2 separate regions of the Macaca mulatta genome follow, and region 1 is linked to region 2. A link is a contact called in public Hi-C data. All regions are on one chromosome and are shown on one strand. Each heading gives the region's core, a stretch centred on a gene start, on an enhancer-like site or on the middle of the called end of the contact. The rest is flanking DNA. Distances are from core to core; before and after follow the strand shown. Region 1 holds the start of CCNI (cyclin I). Region 2 holds the start of CCNG2 (cyclin G2).

Region 1 (2,700 bases), core at 30-2,529, 89 kb after region 2:
TAATACTACATAGCTTTAAATAATTAAATCAATTAAAATAGCAAAAAGTTACTCTTTGTAGTAACAGAACCCCAAATAAAACCCATTTATGTCACCACACACTCGTTAAGTACCTGGTAATAAAACCTATTCTGAAATACCCAGACGTGTTGGTTAAGTGGATAAAATCCAATTGGCGCATTGCCAAACAGGTTCCTCCCCGTCAGCAGCATAGTTTATAGTTTTTCACAGAGGCCTTAAGCACCCATCATTTGATTCTCCCTCATTTTCCGATTTCTAAAACCCTTTAGAATCTCCCTCCACCCACACGATGTGGCAGCGAGAAAAACCGCAATTCTATTTACACGTCAATGGTAAGAGAACACATAATATTTTGCCAGGTCAACAAATTTGCAAGATCTCCACCCAAGAGAACAGTATCCCCTTTCCAGTGAATCATTCTAAGACGCTGGAGACGAGTAGGGCTAGATAAAACCAAGCTACCCTAAGGCTGGACCAGAGAAGCCGATCGTGAGCTACCTTCCCCCAAGCGCAGCGCTCGGCAGCCTCTTTCTTCCCCAAGCGCATGCGCAGCACACTCCCCGGCCACCACACGCCTCCTCCATGGGGTCGGGAGACGTTGACGTCACCGTGCAGTCTGCAAGCAACCCTTCCGCTCCTTCAAGGAAAATGAGTCCACGGATTTTCTTAGCCCCCAGAAAATGTCCTTCCTCTTTCCATCCCAGTGTCAACGACTTCCCCAGCCCGTCTCCTTTCGGCCGGACTTCTCTGTACTTTCGTTGGACCAGAAAGGCGGAGGGAGGGAAGAGGAAGGGTGAAAGACCAATTCCGTGTTGTTTACAAGGAGTAGGCGAGTCTAGGAATCGGTCCGCGAGGGCGGAGCCGAGGAAGCCGGCACTTCTTCCTTCTTTCCCCTCCCTCCCCAGCCTTCCCCGCGAGCGGACGCGGCAGCGCCTCTGTCTCGCTTTTTCTTATTTTTTCCCCCCTTTCCCCTTTCTTTTTTTTTTTTTTTTTTCTTTTCTTTTCCCCCCTCCCCCCCTTTCACCATTTCCTCTCGGAGGCGCTTTCCCCGGGCAGGGGCAGAGCCGGTCTCACCCCCCCGCCTCTCCCCGGCCCCCGCCGCCCTATGGCTAGAGGGAGCCCCCTCCCCACCCAAGCTCGAGCGGCGGCGGCCTCAGGCCGGGGGTCATCATGGAACTAATTCGCTGACCGACCCAGCACCCGCAGCCGTGCGTCCCGCTCGAGCGCCAGCGCCGGCGCCCCCCGACCCGCTTCCCCCTCTTCTCCCTCCTCAATCGGCCCCGTAGTCCCGCGCGCACCGCCGCCGCGCGCCGATGAGAATGAGGTGGTAACGGGCCCCCGGATGACCCCGCGTCACCACTGTGAGGCCTACAGCTCAGCCGGGGAGGAGGAGGAGGAGGAAGAGGAGGAGAAGGTGAGGGGCGGGGGCGGGGGCGGGGGGCTCGACGCGTCTCCGCGGCCGGCTTACGCGCTGGGGCCTCGCTGCTGCCCCCGCGCTGCCCCATTGGCGGCGCCCGTGGCCGCGCGCTGCTCGCTGGAGACCCGCCCTCCTGCATCCCCCAGCCCGGGGAACCTCGGGGCAGCCCTCTTCGTCCTCTCCGGCCCAAACCGACCCGGCACCTGCCCAGTTGAAAACAGCGCTACTGTGTTCCTTTTCGGGCCAATTTTTCTGTCAGCGAGTAACTTTTTTTGTGGCAGCGGCAAATTAGCTACTCTGTAGTGCGTGTTGGAGGCTTTACGAGCCTGTGTTAATACACAAAGAAGGGGACACACCCCCACCCTCAGGTTGAACGATCCTGCTGGGACACCAGGAAGATTACTAACTTTGCACAGCGGAGTGAATGCCAAATGAATGGGGTGAACCTGCGGTGCTGTGAAATTCGGGGGAGGGCAACGTTACCCAGGGCTTGGTGCGGGTGGGTGGTGGGAATCCGGAGGAGGTGCGATTTGAGTTGTACCCTAAAGGCTCGATTAAATAACTGAAATTTGAAAGGAGGACAAAGAGGCCTCTGCTGGAGCTAGGAGGTTCCGTTACAGATCCTTTTGGCAGAAGTTGACATTTGGGTAGCAAAACAGTGGAATGTGTTTCGGGAGGTAGAATGGATTCAGACTTTGAAGGGGTTTGAACTAAAATATTTATGTTTTATTCTGTCAATGGCGAGCCACTCGACTTAGAGCAGCAGGGTGTTACGGTAATGACGTTAAATAACAACACTTGATGAGGCTGATTATCTGCCAGGCATTCTCCTAAACGGCTTGCAATTCATTTAATCCTCCCAAGGCTGGTAGTAGGAGCCTCATCTTAACAGATGAGGAAAACTGAGACGCCTCAAGATTAAGTAATTTTCTCCTTAGGCAACACGGCTAAAACCCGGTAACCAGAATTAAGCCTAACTCTATGCTGTGTGGTATGTGTCCTGAAAATGAGTTTGTTAACAGTGTTAGCTGCTTCTAGCTTTTCCAGGTCATTTGTGGCAGATGAAATAAAAAGGATTGGACAAATAGATTAAGAAATAATGGACGGAATAGATTTAGATTGGCTAGTCTGGGACCAGAGAATCTCCGAGAGATTCTGAGCCCCTGGACTAGAAATTTCTTGATACCGATGAAGGGCCGACTAAAGTTCAGGAAAGACGATCTGTAGTTACAGATAGTTTATGTGGTAATGTGACATCCTAG
Region 2 (2,700 bases), core at 144-2,643:
AGGTTCAACAATCCGAGGAGTTGGACCCCTTCACGACCTGCCAAGTGCTCAGCCCCCAAATCCTTCATCTGCAGCAAAGACACCACACAGAGAATGTAATCTGGAGGTAAGAGGGGTGGGGAAGCGGGATAGAAAGGGCTGAGGCCAGTACCTCCAGCAAGGATCGCCTCCACACACCCGGACAAGGAGCGGGGGGAGGGACCAGTCACGTCCTCCAGAGCCCTGGGGCAATCCCCACCACGGCCAGGGAGGTGTGGCAGGGGGAGGAGCCGTGGTCAGGTCCGCCGGCCAGCGCTGGGTAAGACCTGCCAGCCCTGGCCTCTCGGCGTTTCACAAACAGGAAACTGTCCGCGGGCGCCGGCGTCCCCTCGGTCTGCCCCACCTGAAGTCGCACCGGGGAGGGCCTTCTGCCCAGGGGACTGCAGTGAGGCCAGCGACTGCAGCGGGTCCCGGGGATGGGGCGTTGCACAATAGGGGGGAGGGGAGGGAAAGTCTCGCGACTGAACAAAGAAGCGGAGGGAGGAGACTCCCGAGCCCCGCCCGCCCGGGGCGCCCAGCTGCAGAAGCCCCTCTCGGAGAGTCCAGCCCCCAGCTTTTCCCATCCGCTGCTGCAGCACCGATTCCGGACTTACCCGAGAGGCGGACACCCGTGTCCCAGGAGCCGTGGGGTGGCGCGGCACACCCGGCTGCGGTCCGGGGACAGAAATCCAGTCCAGTCTAGCCCGCCCCGCGCCCGACCGGACAACACCCATCCTCTCACTGATGCTGGGGCCCTGCAACTCTGCAGAGCCCCGGGGCTGTCAATCCAAGAAGCACCACCCCAGCGAGCCCCCGTGACAACACGAGTGGGGGCGGGGGGCACCGAGGCGGAGACTGCCCTTAGCCTAGTCGCCCCCTCCGTCCACCCCACCAGCATCTATCTGTCCGTCGCGGGCGCCAGCTCCCCCCAGGGCTGGGGCTGAGGACAGCACCCTGGTCGCTCCAGCGGATGAGGGGCAGGCAGCACCGAGACACTCGGATGATACCAACCTCCCCGCAGCCCACAGTCCCCACCACGAACAAAGAAACCCACGGCGCCCCTGGCCGGGCCCACTCACCGTGCCGGAGACGCGCCTCCACCCGCCCGCGGTCTCACGGTCCGCAGGGACTGGGTGCAGCGGGGACTTCCGAACCTGTCTCGCAGGTCGGGGACCCCACTGCCTCAGCGGTGCCCCCGGCCCGGCATCCGACCCTTCTTCCCAGGCACCGCCGCCTCGGCCTCACAGCCCCGGCTCCATCCCGCTCCCCACGCGCCCACCCTCCACCCGGGCGCAACGACGGCCGCCGGAGACCAGCCTGCCGCCGCACCTCCGCCGCCTCAATAGAGGCCTCAGTGAGCCTCCTGTTTTTGTTGTGAGTTTCGACGCCCCCAAGGGGGCGGGGCACGTGACTCCCCGCGGAGGGATCCTGCACTTCCTCCACGGACTTTAAAAAGAGTCCCGCCCCTAAGCCGCTGTCTCCAGCCTCTCTCGCTGCCTCCCTAGCTCTCCTTGGCTTCGCCAAGCCAGTCCTCCCGCCCGGCGCCACGGCGGAGGGCGGAATCTGGGCGTCGGGCTTATTCCCGGATTGATTCGGCTTTGGGAACAGGGGAAGACTGAGGAGCGGAAGGAGATCGTTTCTAGTCTCATTACGCATTTTAAAGGTCCCCGATTTGTTTTGTTTTCGCTGTTTTGAAAAGTCCGCCCAAAGTAGCCGGCTCTCTGATTGGATGCGGGTGGGGCGAGGGGAATGCTGAGGACCTGATTCACCCTCGAATCTGGATTGGCTAATTTATCAGTCTTGGAGCCCTCTGATTGGCTTTCTCTGTATCCTGAGCCTCTCTCTGCCTTGGGGCCTTAGCAACTCCAGGGTCTGAATTGCGCATGCCTGGGTGGGCAGCGGGGAAGGTTTTCAGTTACCTGCCCTGAGGGACTGCCTTCTCTCCTGGCTGCGTCCGCCCTTCTCAGGGGAATGTCACGCTCGCGGCGTTTCTCCAGAGCTAACCTTTGTGACAGCCCTTTCAGCCACGGGAGAGTTTTCTACGTTCCTTCTTTGTTTTGTCTTGCCGTTCCATTTTGCAATAACCCACCAAATTATTATAACATTGTCGGGGCGTCTACTAAAATATTCAATAAATGCTACAAGTTTGGATGTTTGTTTTAAAATTTTCCAATCCAAGAGGAAAAAAAAGTGGAGAAGACAGGTGAAACAAGATAGGCAAAAAGTTGAGGGTCGAAGCTGGGTGATGGGTACTCGAGGCTTCATTACACTGTTCGTTCTACTTCTGTGTGTCTTGGAATTTTTCCATAATTAAAAAAAAAATCAGGAGGAACTGAAGGAGGAGTTTTTAATAAAAACTTAGCACGTTGATGAGGGTACGTAAACATCTAATAATTACGGCGTACGTCCAGAGGTTGTAGTTGTGCTGTTGTTTTAATGAAGACTCCCAGAGCTGCTTGGTCCTTGGTAACCCATAAATTATCATTTATTATTCATTATAATTAGCATTGTTGTTATAGGCGACACTTCTCCCAGAACGGGACAAAAAGCAAACCAACCAAGTGCCTTAGGCCAGAGACACTTTCACATGGATATCAATGGGGGATGTGGAACATTTATTTGTTTACTCTCTCACTCCTAAATTAGTAAATACCGTATTCTTGAGTTCTAATCTACATAATC

The links. Hi-C and Micro-C count contacts between places; a contact is called where the count stands out from the background.
Region 1: a Hi-C map of liver shows a contact between it and region 2, with 3 times the contacts expected there. The contact joins the promoter of CCNI here to the promoter of CCNG2 in region 2. A contact is called at or near these places in 6 of 14 Hi-C or Micro-C datasets (CD4 T cells, blood, cortical neurons and 3 more).

What each region holds. Positions count from the first base shown.
Region 1 is chr5:56,736,299-56,738,998 of T2T-MMU8v2.0, forward strand. CCNI (cyclin I) reads left to right here and starts at 1,280. Exons shown (of 7, transcript NM_001195445.1): 1 at 1,280-1,435. LOC144341152 (a long non-coding RNA gene) reads right to left here and starts at 757. Exons shown (of 3, transcript XR_013417888.1): 1 at 520-757.
Region 2 is chr5:56,647,121-56,649,820 of T2T-MMU8v2.0, forward strand. It overlaps CCNG2 (cyclin G2), which reads right to left and starts at 1,394. Exons shown (of 8, transcript XM_015138467.3): 1 at 152-1,394; 2 at 1-68. The coding sequence starts at 68. LOC114678317 (a long non-coding RNA gene) reads left to right here and starts at 1,548. Exons shown (of 2, transcript XR_013417884.1): 1 at 1,548-1,681.